Linked DNA regions of Zea mays: region 2 is linked to region 1. A link is a contact called in public Hi-C data. All regions are on one chromosome and are shown on one strand. Each heading gives the region's core, a stretch centred on a gene start, on an enhancer-like site or on the middle of the called end of the contact. The rest is flanking DNA. Distances are from core to core; before and after follow the strand shown.

The links. Hi-C and Micro-C count contacts between places; a contact is called where the count stands out from the background.
Region 2: a Hi-C map of tassel shows a contact between it and region 1, with 4 times the contacts expected there. The contact joins the promoter of LOC100281963 here to the promoter of LOC100193088 in region 1. A contact is called at or near these places in 8 of 25 Hi-C or Micro-C datasets (bundle sheath, ear, endosperm and 3 more).

Annotation. Positions count from the first base shown.
Region 1 is chr2:40,573,034-40,580,272 of Zm-B73-REFERENCE-NAM-5.0, forward strand. LOC100193088 (WPP domain-interacting protein 2) reads left to right here and starts at 3,043. Exons shown (of 3, transcript NM_001138251.1): 1 at 3,043-3,270; 2 at 4,183-4,434; 3 at 5,297-6,176. The coding sequence starts at 4,215. The coding sequence ends at 5,961.
Region 2 is chr2:41,026,086-41,033,324 of Zm-B73-REFERENCE-NAM-5.0, forward strand. It overlaps LOC100281963 (small nuclear ribonucleoprotein Sm D1), which reads left to right and starts at 3,143. Exons shown (of 4, transcript NM_001154881.3): 1 at 3,143-3,288; 2 at 3,411-3,487; 3 at 4,467-4,658; 4 at 4,743-5,321. The coding sequence starts at 3,275. The coding sequence ends at 4,807.

The sequences.
Region 1 (7,239 bases), core at 1,793-4,292:
GATTATGATAATATATAAGCATGTCATTAAGTGTTTATTTTAGATTATTTTTTGGCCTTTTATCCGCTAATAATATGAGTAAACAAACATTTTTTAATAAGATTATATCAACCGTATTATAATGCGGATTATATAATCTATATAAAATAAGCTGAATTATATAATATTTGAAATCAAACAAACGGGCTCTATATGTATTGTTTGTCGTTCATGGTTATATTATGTAACTGCGAGAAACTATCTATGGTTTGGTTATACTACACATAAAACATCGTCGGGTGAACCAAGTTAGTTCAGTTCCATAGAGATTAAATCTATTTATGTTTAATTTTGATTAGTAAGAACAACTCCAACAAAACTCGTAAAACATTTGTTGGGAAGAAAGCGCAAAATGAGTCCTCCAACGGTACCTTTTTATCCTCCATTATCTTTGTGTCCTGAATATCTAGCCTTTTCTCCCTCAAATTTCTATGAATTTAGGGTGTGTTTTGTTTAGCTTTTGGCTTTGGCTTTCTCCAAAAGCCAAGTTAAATGGCTAGATCTAGAAAGCACTTTTTTTCTAAAAGTCGTGCTTTTAGTGGCTTTTGAATAGAATCGTGAAAATATATAATTTTTTTGCGGGTTTTAATGGTTTACACAACTTTTTTTTAGTTTTTTAGCAGTTCACAGCACACAACAACTTTTTTACACCTCATAGCGCATAACGATTTTTTCACAGCTATAGTCCAACCAAACAGACCCTTATAATTTTTTAAGAATTTTTTTACAGTAGACCCTAATATTAAGTTTAAGGAAATAAATTTTTAGTAGTCTTTTGGAGTTGTTCTAATGACCTCTACATCCCTATAAATCTACTCCTAATTGAATAAGCCTTTAGGAATAGGTCCAAAACCAACCCTTTCTCATGTGTTGCACATACTACGCCTCCTCCTTAATCTATTCCTTGACAAGAAATGCTTTGCTCCATTTTAATGTCGATACTGGAGGGTAAGGAATTGAATTGGGTTCAAAACCAAATTAGACATAGTACTGAAACGAGAAGTAATTCCAATTCTATTGTTTGGATGTCATGTAATTGGAGTTTAGAATTATGCGGTCTAAATCCATGCAATTCAAAGGGGTGACGCTCTGTACTGGGAGATGGAGTTTCTAGTTATAGACCAATTCCATTAGAACTGGATTTCTGTTTTCAAATCTCAATTCCATGTGCAACCAAGCAACAGAATTCAGGAAAGCTGATTTTCCAAATTTCCAAATTCCGTGCTACAATATGTACACCCCCAAACGAGCTATTAGGCTATTCTCAATGAAAAATCCGTATAGCTCTTTTTAACGCTGTGGTATCATCGAAAAGTGGTATAAAACTACGGATGAAACAATGGCTCTTAATGCAATATTTCACTTTACTATTTTACAGGTTAACATATCAATTACACGTTGCAAATCAATGGCCAATAGAAGCCGATGAAATATGTGAAGGTGAAGCAAATCGCTAGGTTTTAGACGGTTTTCAAGAACTTAGAATCGAGTTGAAAGCGTTTCATCCTCATGAAACTCAAATCCTCTTGAATGCTATATGTCATGTCATCAAGGAATCTGATGTTGCACAGTACTAAATGTGCGTGAAATCACCATTGAGAATAGCAATGTATAATGACCAGAGAGCTTGTGGACTGTAATAGAGTACGAGTACCTGAAACGGGTTAAGAAATGTATGCAATTCGCTAGTACTACAGTGGGGATGGAAGGAGCAGCAAACTGGAGTGGTGGGCAGCGACGGCGGGCCGGGTGCCTGCAGCGCGGGGAACGACAGTGGCAGGCTGTGGGCGGTGATGGCGCGTCTGTGGACTGGACGGCCGGCCACGTATCATTCATCCGTGTCCCCTGATCGAGCAGGCAGCTGCTAGCACCGAGTACTACTCGGCTACTCCTACTAGTACCGGCCAGAGGGGAGGGCGCCCGTGTCCGATGACATGAATGGACTTTTGTTGGCAGATGAGCCGGTCGGGACGGGAGAGAGCGAAGGCGGCGAGGCGAGGCAGCTGAGGATGGGAAGGAAGGAGGTGATGCTGATGCCTCACTCGCGGACCCGTACCGATGGCCGCGCCATAGTGAGCCGTCGCTAGCTTGTTGGGTGGCCTGGTAGTGTGTCCACCGTGAACAGCGGACCAATCCATGCATCCTACAACAGTCTACAGAGTGCAGACAGACAGAGACAGGGACACAGGGGAGAGGGCTCAGCCGGCGAGGAAAAGGGGGACGAACCAGAGCGACGGCCGCGGGCTGCCCCAGCTGCGGCCGTGGGGGCGGCCCGACAGCGATAAGAGCTGAGGAAAAGGGGGCCGTGTGTGTCCGCGTGCCCCTCTCGCGTCGTGCGTGCCCACCAAAGTATGCCTCCGAGAGGGTGAAGGGTGGCACCACCGCACCAGGCGACGATGGGCTCTGCTGCATCCGAGAGGCGAGAGGGTGAAGGGTGGCGAGCACAGTGTCCGACAACAGGAGTGGTTACCCCTCGGATGCCAAGTCCGCCATCCATACGTGGTCGACCGGGACTTTGAGCTGCAAAGCTCACGTCATTGTCCATACTCTACGTGGACACGTAGCACTCTCCACTTGTCTTTTTTTATTTTATTTAGCGGCACTTCCGCTGCTGCTGCACGATACAACTCTAATGATAAACTTGGGTTCTTATGATTCCCCGTGGCTTTAACTGCGGTCGACTAGGTTGGTCGATCGGTACAGCTACCAACTAATCGTATGTCCAGCAGCTATATAACCTGGATAAAGCATGGCCCAATAAAACTCCACAAAAGCGGGCTTCTGCGACTGGCAAAGCCCGAAGACCAGCAATTCCCCCCGCAGCGCCCCCACACGGCCTTCTCTTTTCTACTAGGAGTTCAGATTACGGTCTACAGCGGGCCGAACCCACGTTCCGTCAAACCGCAGACAACCGGTATCTGGAACGGAATCCCCCCCGGTTCCCAGCATCATCGTGTGCTCGTGTTAACTACTCTTCTTCTTCTTCTTCTTCCTTGACGGACATCCTTTTCTTCCCCGGCTTCGTTTCGTGCTTTCCTCAACCTCCCCTCTTCCGTGCCGCACAGTTTATCCGCTGCTTCACGGAAATCCTTACGGGGCTGCATATACTATATTCCCTGCGTTCCAGGCGGCCCCGCCCCCGCCCCCCACCGGCTCTTGCTGTCTCCTCTCGCACGGTCGCACCCCGCTAGCCTCCCGGCGTCCCAATCCCAGGAACTTCCGTCGCGTCAGGTGCGTGTGGTTTCTCCGCCGCTCTAGGTTGGTCCGGTTTATTTCGGAATTTCCCGTGAAATTTCTGGTTTGTTGTGACCGAGGGCGACGTCTCGTAGTGTAGTATATATAGTTTCGTGGAATTCTGTGTTTTGCTGGCTGCTTACGAGGATTGTTCATTTGATGGAGGAGTGTGATGAAACACAGAACCCAACCCTGGGAGCTGGATTTCAGGAGCTTCAGCCACATTCACAATCGGGCTTCCTTGTCTTTCATTTCAGCACATAGGATTTAGACACACAAAAAAAAAAAGAGAGATAGAGGTGAAATTAGCATGCCTAAATTGGAGTTTACAACTAGGGCAGAAAATTTAGACCAGTATCCTCCAGAGCCGCCTCATGATTCTGATCCGAATCAGGGCAAGGTAACCTCAATTTGGAGATGCAGATAGTCAAATACGTTAGCTGATTTGCGCCTCAACAACATTACAACACCAACTTCAACTTTTGGTATTGGCATTAGGACAGAGAATCCTGTGCTTTCCCCTCCAAAGTTGCCTTTCGATGAAAGGCAGTGGTCGATAGCTCTCCCTCTCCCCTAAAGGCATTAGGACCACTAGATAAGTTGTTTGTAGAGACGCCACCAAGGAAGCGGTGCAGATTAAGGAGGTGGAGAAAGAGTAAGGAGGCAACCTCCTGACAACCCGCTGCAGTTCAACATCAATTTTTTTTTGGTGCTAGCGATGGGCTGGCTGGCTATTCGCTAGGTGTAATAGGGCTGAAGACCGCTGGAGATTGTAATAGGGAAAAGGGTTTAGGGTGAAGGATTTTTTGGCTTTGCAGGAAAAGGGCGCAAGGCACACTGAAGGGCTATTAGGGACAGGGGACACGCTTCCTTCGCTGAACCTTACTTGATAGCATCTGATGCGCGCAGGTGATGCTTTCAGCAACTACAGGTGTAGGACAATGTCGATGAACTATGATGGGGATAGGAGTGAGGACCGCCAAAGCGAGGAGGTCCAGTCAGCATACAAAAGGGACAGTGACGTTGGTGAGGAAATGATAATAAGTAGCGAAGAGCAAAATGATGAGAATGAATGGAGCTGGGTGAACCAAGATAGAAATGGTGATCCTTTTGCTGAATCGGTTTCCTCACTTCATACGACACAGCAAATCCTCGAAAATGGTAAAAAAAAAGATCTTAACCTTATTCATGTTTCTCATGCACTTTAAAAAAAAAAAACAAAAAATTGCTTGTGTACCTTCTTACACTATGTAATTTTCAACCATGTTCGAAATGTGTCATGACTTGTTTAATACTTTTGCTTAAGGAACACAGTATATGTACAGTGTTTTTATGGTACATGGAAACTTGGAATTTCATGGAGTTACAGCTTTGCTGGCTGAAGTAACTTTTCCAGACCACACCTTTCTTTTTAAGTCTTGCTTTTCTTCAAACATGTCCATGCTTGCTTTGGTCATGCGCCATGCATTATTTACTAAACATGTTGTTTTGTCCAGTTATATCAGGTTGTTTTGTCCGGTTATATGTGACGATAGTTTGCTCACACCTCCCCCTTCTAAAGAACGAGTAATTGTGTCTTGTTCAGTGCTGCATTTGTCAAAATACACAAAAGCTCATGACTATAGAGCTCCCTGCCTTGCATTTACTATTTTTCTTTCATTCCATAGACACAGACAACGATCCTTCCTGGTATTATGAAGCATGCTTTCCACATCAGTAACAAAATTTGCTCTCACATCATTTTGAAAATAAAAGAAAAAATAATCATTGGTTGATTCACAATATAAGATAAGGGACAGGTGTGCACTTCTGGAGTATTTTGATGCTTTTGGCTAGTTCTAGTTCTAACGGATCACCAAACTATAGTGGTTCTTGGTTATAACAAAGCTGTGTCATCCCAGTTATTAGTGAAATATTCTTGAAACATATCGCTTGATTGGTGTGGTTATTTAAAAATTGTTTAGTCTTTGAGCTCTAGTTTATGTTTGTATTAACCACCTCTTTTTTTGTGTGTGCTGCTTAGAGATACGAAAATTATCAGAACTTGGCAAAGAACTTGAGGCGGAGGAATCCACTTCCGGTAACAAAGACCAAGATGTGATCCTTTTGCCGTATAGTGAGGCTGATGTGTTGGAACTGAGTGAGAAGATGGAACATCTTGAACAGAAAGTGAAAGAAGCATCAAACACCATCAGAGAGAAAGACCTGATGCTTTCCAAGCTTCAAATACTCATCGGTACTGCAGACAGGGCAGCGCTGGAGGAGGAGTTGGAGGAGGCAGCAGCTAGCATCGACCAATTGGAGACAGAGCTGGAGCGCCATCTCCAGGAGAAACTAGAGGCTGAAATTCAGTGTCTGTTGATGTTGAAAGCGAGCCAGAATTGGCAGGTCCGAGCGGAGGACCGGGTGGCCTTGGAGGAGCACAGGGCGCTGTCTGCCGGGGACAAGACCAGAATGCTGCTCAAGCTACGAGAGACGGAGAGCAAGATCGTGATGCTGAAAGAGCAGGTAGACAAGCTGGAGGTCCGGGAGAAGGAGCTCAACCGGACGACCGAGGTCCTGAAGATGCAGAGCAGGACCTTCAGAGCGTCCCTCTTTGGCCTCGTCCAGCTGGTAATGCTATGCCTGTCCCTGAAGGTGTTCTTCGCGCGGGTCTCGGCCCCATTTGACGAGGCTGTGCCGACATGATGCCGTCAGCTGGTGCTCTCTTCTGCCTGTAAATTAGCTCGCCGGGGTTGCGATGCCTTAACGCGTGTCCTGCTGTCTTACTGTAGCTGTAGCCAGTAGGTAGTATAGTTTCGTTACACTGATGCAGTGTAGGCTGTGGTGAATGACGTCTGAAACTACGCGTGTTCTGTTAAAAAAATTACTGCAGGTCTGTGCATAAATTGGGTTGGATTGGCAAATCGGGTGACTGACTGTTTGCAGCTTACTGAGAGGTTTCTTACTCCTATATGGAAAGAGTTTGCCAATTTCCCCAAGACGAAGACAAGTGGGATACGCGCCGGCGCGCGTATGCGATCTACCTCGTCTGGGCTGTGTTGACTGTGGGAAACGCGTGCAAAAGTGGCAGCGGCAGCACGCGCTGTGGGGCTCATGGGCTGCGGCCGAGGGCGCCCATCGGGCCCATACATGTGTAGGCTCGCCGAACGGAAGAACAAGCATAGGCCCACCCTCGGATATGCGCCCAGTTTTACACTAAAATTATTTCCGTTTTTATATTTTTTTTCGGAATCAAAAATGAAAATGATAACTTCGAAGACCATAACGACATCAAGCGAAAGCTCAGTAAAAAATACCCCAATTACGGTCGAAATCTGACATACGGTCGGTAAAAATCGTGGCGGGGCTTGGCTGGCTTATTGTAGCTAAAAACACGGTACCAGCTGAACAGCTTCTCAGCTAAAAGCACTGCAGCAACTGCAAAACAAACGGTACCAGCAGCCGCAGCCCAAACAGTTCTATTAACTAGCCGGACAGCTTTAATATGTAGCCTCAATTGACTTCAAAAATGCACATAAATCATACATCCATATAAAAATAGTAATAATATATGAATATACACAAATTTATGAAATGTTAAAGAATATCTCACAGAGTATTAAAGAAATATCCCACAAATATAAGTGCATTCATATAATTAGAAAGTCATAACACAATACCTTATAAAACAAAGCTATCCGATTGAAAACCCGGTTATAACAGTTATAACCATCAAAAACCATAAAACAATACCACACATCATACTATAGAGCATAGAACTAGCCATATAATTTGACCCATCATAATATAAATAACAATTTATAAGACATTTTAATATAAGGCAGAAGGTCACAATAAATATAAGACAATGAAATACGGCAATAAAAGTATTATCATGTATTTAAATAAAGCAATATTAAGTCTAGTAGCATATGACTATAGAATCAAGATGTGTATAATGACATGACGCTTGCATTCTAATTG
Region 2 (7,239 bases), core at 1,893-4,392, 450 kb after region 1:
GCATGTTACCGACCTGAATGAATCAAATATTGGCTTCCATATGGGTAGAGCAAATGGATCAGTTTCCAGAGGCCTTCCGCGTACCCTTGAGAACTCATGGAACCAACCAATATTGAGAGCAAACACAACTAATTTCAGTTTCAATAAAAAACCCTCCAAAGAAAAGCACACAGATGAAGGTACAAGCTCAAATTTCTTCGACACGTGTGAAAACAGTACATGACGATAAACCATCAATCAATAAAGGTAACAATAAGGTTCATTTTGACATATTTGTTTGTTTTAGTCATACATTACTGGCTGCAGAGTTCCTTTCATGGTCCAGTAGATATGTTAATACTTAATGACGTAGTTACCATATTTGTCAGCTATGAGAACCTCCGTTCACAAATATATAACGCCGTTGACTTTTTTCTAAAACTTTGACTACTCGTCTTATTAAAAAAATCTTGAGTTATCATTTATTTTGTCGTGATTTGTTTTATCACTTAAGGTTGTTTGAGCGTGACTTGAAATCTTACATTTTTGAATAAATATTTTGAATAATACGAACGGTCAAAGTTTTAGAAAAAAATCAACGACGTCATATATTTGTGAACGGAGGGAGTAGTTTGCGGTAAAAGCATATTTGTTCGGATTTAGGGAGGAAAATGAGTTTATCTATACTGTGACTCATACAGTCTTGGTAACACGGTTAACAAACGGACATAACATGCAAACTGTATCTTTTTACTATTTACCTTAACCATGTGAGTTCTTTTATTTGGTTCTGGACATCCTTTTATTCTAGCTTGCTGTAATCTACTGGATTGCAGCATGAACACCTTCATGGGTCTTAGCTTATCTTTTCACTGCCAATTGTGGTCTGAGATGTGTACTATTAAATCTCGAACAACTATGTTGCAGGCTTCTGTAGTCCGTAGGCTCCAATCTGTACTATAACACATACTCATTTCTATGTGGTCTACTTGTTTACCAAATCATATTACAGAATAGTTCTCTGTATTTTGTGTTCCAGTACTTTGATCACTGAATAAATAGAACACATACAGATTTGTAATCGGGCTCCACCTGTCGTCGTGGCTACAACTCGTGTAGAGGCTTGTCGAGGAGCAGCAGTCAGTGTTGTAAGTGGCGAAGCAAGACATGGAGGCCGATGTTGTGGCGGCGGCAGATCGAGGAGACTCCAACGCCGATGCTGCCGGCAGCAAAGCATGCGCCGTCCTGGGCCAAGAACATCAAGGCAGTGAAGCGGTGGGCAGGACATCGAGGGAGTACATTAGGTCGCTTTCCAGGCCAGGCCACCATTCCCGAACGACATGGCCACCAACGGCGATGAGGATGAACGCGGCGGGCTGGGCGAGCGCGTCTTGGATCCGAACGCGAGGGGCAGCCTGCAGCGGGGCCTAGAGAGACAAAGGAAATGGAGCTCGTGGATGGAGCACGCGGTGACGGACGAATGCCTGTTCGAGTGGACAGCCCCCGCAAGGACGTTGGCGGCGGTGAGGTGGACACGGTTCTTGAAGCCGAGCAGAAGGTCGAGGTTGTGGAGGTCGGCGTCGACAGCTGGGAGGCCGAGGCGCGCGAGGGAGACGAAGGCGGCTAGCCTGCTGGTTGTGGTTTCGATGGCACCCTTGCCGGAGGCTCAGTTCCTTCCGAACGATGTGGCCCCTCGTCGACCGAGTTCGTCGGGCGAAACTGGCTGGTGCGAGCAAAAGGCAGCAGTCGTCGAAGAATCCGAGGGGGAGGGGATGCGGGCCCAGCCGTGTAGGAGAAGGCATACGAAGGCGGAGGTGGAAGTGATTGAGAGAGAGGAATACGGGACGCTACGTTCGCAGCTCTACTGAATTGAAGCACATTTTCGGGTCCGTGAGCACACGCCACGCGTCGACGCAGCAGTGGCAGGAGAGCCATGAATCGCGGAGAGCGCTTCAAAAGGCTTCAGGTTTTAAGGAACAAGATTAATTCTCCTATCTTTGTTCACTGCTGGCTGGGCCTTTGCCTTTTTCTATTCTGATAACATGAAACTTCGAGCAAATAAAGCTTCATAGGACAAAGCTTTCCATATGCAACCAATCCTTCTCTCAATGCAATCCATGTGATAATGTGAATAATTCAAAAAAAAACATTTTTTTGGTACAATATCAATTCACAAAATCTATCAAATATAAACCTTATATATAACGGTTGCACTTTTAGTTTAGAAGTGATTAGCGTGATCATATCTGAGCCGGTGATGTCTCGTCATGTTTTCTAGCCGTGATGACCTCGTGCCTTCAGTTCTACACAACATGTTAATGCAGTCGTTTTAACAAGGTACGCATAACACAAGCACTAGATATAATATGTGGTTATGCAGTCATTTCATCAAGCTGCACACAAGCACATGTTTGGATGGGATTGAGATAGGGATGAGGAAATGGATTGAGATAAAAGGAAGGGGTACCGAATAAGTACGCTAGTCTTTATTTCCCTATCTCCATTTCCCATCGTCCAAACATAGGAGAACATCAATCCCACCTTTCATTTTCAATATCCCGACCCTCATTTCCCATTTGCCAAACACCACGAAAAAGGCTACTCTCGTGTTCCCGTGAATTTTAGTTTTTATAAGAACACATGTGATATTCTGGCCCAATGGAGAGTTATGTCCTGACCTAAGGCTTAACAAAATTAATAAACTACTCATACCAACCATGTGATCTTCTTTTTCAAAAACTTGTCTTGAAAGAAACTCTAGATTAAACGTGCTTGGACCAGAGCAATATTGAGATGTGTGACCGACCGAAAAGTTTTCTAAAATGCATATGAGTGAGAATAAAGTGTGTATAAAAGATTTATATTGGTCTCTGAGGATGCTCTATAATCATAGAGGACTGACATGAGTAAGTACTGCGGGTCCAGGACTCCTGTGAATTTTAGTTTTTATGAGAACATATTTTGCCAGGAACATGAGCATGTTTCCATACAAATACAGTGTTTCGAGAAAAAATGTTTCCGTACTAATACCGACACAAATGGCCCAATATGTTTTTAAGAGAACATATTTTGCGAGGAACAGTAGGTTTTCAAAAAGATCAATATAAATGGGGCCCAACAAAGGCCCAATTAAGCAGCTCGAACCTCCTCCCACCCGTCCGCCAGATCAGCATTCAAACTAGGGTTTACTCCTGCCGCTCCGAGAAAGCAAACAAGCGTCAGCTCCGCCGGCTTCCTCCGCGCTTTCTCCCCGCCGCCGCCGCCGCCGCTCCTTCCCTACGCCAGGCACGCCAAGATGAAGCTCGTCAGGTAACGCCCCCCCGTATTCGTTCGCCCATTGTTAGGGTTGGCTTCCCTTTACCGTTCCTCGCCGCTCCGTTTGCTACGAACTTCGCCTATTTTGGTGCTCATTTCGGTGCGCTTCGCCGCAGGTTCCTTATGAAGCTGAACAATGAGACGGTCACCATCGAGCTCAAGAACGGCACGGTTGTACACGGCACCATCACCGGTACGCTTCGACTCTAACCTCTAGCGGGGCCGCGGGAAAACCTTTAAATTTTCTGCGATCTGAAGAGGCTTCAAATTTTAAGGTGTTTTGTACGATGCGTGTATGCTTACTTCCTTAGGATGTGTTCAGCTCGATCTAGTAGGTATCGTGATTTGCTTGTGAGCCGTGTTGTTTGTCACTGCTGTCTGACTTTAGTTCTAGAGACACTGAGACAGTAGAGTTGAGCATGCCTTTTGTGCCACAAGTCCTTTTAAATAAAACCATATGTTTAATATGTCAATTGGTTAGCCCTAAATTTCTTGTATAATTCATTCAATCAAGGGGCATTCCTGTCGAGTGATGACTAGTAGGTAGGGATAGTTGAATATGTCAATTGGTTGCCTCAAGTTTTAGGTCCATTAGTGGTAGGGATTCGTCAAGTGATCAGATGTCTGTTAAACAACAGGAATTCAAGTGCATAGTTGATTTTGCAATAGTTTTAGCTTCTCATGGGCTTGTGTGGTTTCCTTGAGGGCTTCAATACATGTGAACTGTGAAACTTAGATGATGTCATACATTGTCATATACTGAAATGCATAGAGAGTATTGATTTTTCTTCCTAATAAGAGGGGTTTCTTGGGAATCTGGATTGGAATGCTAGTTTACAACTTTCTAGATTTTTCCCATGTTAATGTTTTGGGTGGATAAGGTTGCCTGTAAACTACATTTTGATGTTGAGAGCATGCAAAAGTTCATTTTTCACAAGACAGGGGAATATACATCGTGAAAGGCTTATTTTGAACTTTCCTCTTTTTTCCCCCTCTCTGCTACAATTCAGGAAATCACTGTATGATTGCAGCTCTGGCACTTGAACGGTGTACTCTCACAGTATTATGATCCGCACATATTTTGCTAATACCGATGAGGTTAATCTAGGATCATGGTTTTGTTTTTACACAATAATATCCCCTGACCCATGCATCTTTTTTTTTTTGGGTAGGTGTTGACATAAGCATGAACACTCATCTGAAGACAGTGAAGCTTACACTGAAAGGGAAGAACCCTGTAACACTTGACCACCTCAGCGTGCGAGGAAACAACATCCGCTACTACATCCTTCCCGACAGCTTAAACCTGGAAACCTTGCTGGTAGAGGAAACCCCTAGGGTGAAGCCTAAGAAGCCAACTACAGGTTTGGTTTCGCCTGCCTTTGTTCTGATCGAGTCTAATTGTTGCTAATGATACCGACTCACTGGCCAACGTCTGTTCTGTGCAGGAAAGCCTTTGGGGCGTGGTCGCGGCCGAGGTCGTGGACGTGGTCGGGGCCGGGGGCCACGCTGAGCTTTATCGTTCCCCTGCTGTCGGCTCCCTTGCAAGACAAGTTTCCTCTACAATGTAAAACATCTTTCCTCTGCACGCTGTGTGAAAGAATGTTGCATCGTTACCCTTCTGATGAAGGTGGACGAAATATCTCAATGTCAGTAGTTCTTGCTGTGAAATCACGCTGTCTACCTGGCCCCCCTACTCATGCCTATCTTAGGTTTACACTCTAGTTAATTTGTAATGTTTTTTTTCTCCCCCGTGGAATACATGTAAGCTGCCGCAGAGCTTTGGATGTCTAGGGTTGTATACTTGTGTTTGCCACATGGGGGGGACTGGGGATTATTGATCTGGAGCTATGCCTGTGGCTGGCTCTGTTAGATCTTGACCTCTGCTTGAAACTAAATTACCATTGTGCTGCTCGGGGGATCGCAGATACTGGTTTTGCTAAAGCAGTTGGCATCTACAGGTCTCTCTCAGACGATGCCCGTGGCCTTTATCGACTTTTCTGCTGTATTGGTAAAGGATTGCTAGCTATTGGTTCTTTTTGTCTCAGTATGTTCCGATTTGGCACCAAAATGAGCCATTAGTTTCCTTAAGTAGAGTTGGTTAAGTTAGAGAAGATTAGCTTATGAACAGAGAGATGAAGATATTAGTGCTGTGTGACTGGACATAATAAACAGTTACCCTCTTGTTCCCTGCCGTGTGTATGATTTGCCCGGCGATCTATCAATACTGTGGTCGACTGGTGAGTAGCACAGGACACTCCCTCACGAGGCAGCAGCGCACACGGACTTCAAGCGTCTCGTCCAACTTGCGAGTCGCTGTACCAGTATCGTGCATAGGGCAGTAGGCGTGGGCGGTAGGCAATAGGCATGGGCGGCTGTGGTTGTGTCCTGTGCTTGTATAGAGTAGCTATCACCGGATAAACATGTCCCGCGTGCCCTGGGTTTACGCTCGTCCCTCCATCAGTCGCCTGTGCCTTCTCCCGGCCACACTATTATACAGCTTTACACGCCGATGATTCGTACGGCGGGAGAAAAAGATAGCCATGTGTTCGTGGCATTAGTCCACGCAGTCCGCGGCGATCAGATTCTTGGCATGGCACAAAGGCAAAAGGCACATCATCATCACTAACAGCCTGACACACACACAGCACAGCACAGCTCTGCCCGATACCGTCGCCATACCGCCGAAGGGACAGGGGCGACCGGGCGAGCGACAGGCACTCGCCTAGCATATTTCCCTCCTCCGATAAGAACCCCCTCCTCCCGGTCCCGGAGAGGGAGAGGGAGAGGGAGAGAGGCGGCAACCAGGGCCGGGGGAGAGAGCCATGTGCAAGCTCAGATGCACCAAGGAGTGGGTGGGTTGCTACCTGCTGGTGATCCTGGTCATCGTCCTCCTCGTCGGCGTCCTCTTCGGCCTCGGCGTCTTCAGGCACGGCTACGACAGGATCACGGAGATCGGCCGCAACCACACCTGCTTCGACTGCAACACAACAGGTACCAACTGACCGAGCCACCGGCCGTGCCCTGCTCCTGCCTGCCTCGGTCGGGATCGGTGCCAGCGTGCGTGTTGATTTGTACGTGTGTGTGGTAGCTCCTCCGTGGACCGTACGTGTGTGCAAACTCCTGTCGCTTGGTTTAGAGTGTAGACTACAGGTTCAACTGATTCTATGATGAATATTTTTTTTGGAACCGAGTCGTCGTTTTTGTTTGTCTGCTTCACTGCGTATATCTTGGCGAAACTATATGAGCTGCTGCAGTATTCGCCGACTGATATGTTGGCCCTTCGTCCTCTTTTGCTGCCCCCCATAATTAGGGAGGGGGAATCAATCTTCTACGACCGACGAGCGAACTTTTACTATACGAGTCCAACCTCACCTATCTGCAAACTGTTGTAAAAAAAACCCTAACTACGAACCCTTTTTCCTTTTACTTGTCTCTCTCTCGGGCGCAATCTTTTGTGGTATGTAAGCAGCAAAGCGTGCAAGTAGTCATAGTCATCTTGGTCTATTAGATCTAGATACAACGGTAGATGTTATGAGTTTTTATTATAAAGCTACACGAGGTGATGGTAAAAAAGTTTAAGTGCTAAATATAACATACTGTTAGATCTAGATCTAACAGTGTGTGCAAACTCCTGTTGCTTGGTTTAGACTTTAGAGTGTAGACTACAGGTTCAACTGATTCTATGATGAATATTTTTTTTTTTTGGAACCGAGTCCTCGTTTTTGTTTGTCTGCTCACTGCATATATCTTGGCGAAACTATATGAGCTGCTGCAGTATTCGCCGACTGATATGTTGGCCCTTCGTCCTCTTTTGCTGCCCACCCCCATAATTAGGGAGGGGGAATCAATCTTCTACGACCGACAAGCGAACTTTTACTATACGAGTCCAACCTCACCTATCTGCAAACTGTTGTAAAAAAAACCCTACCTACGAACCCTTTT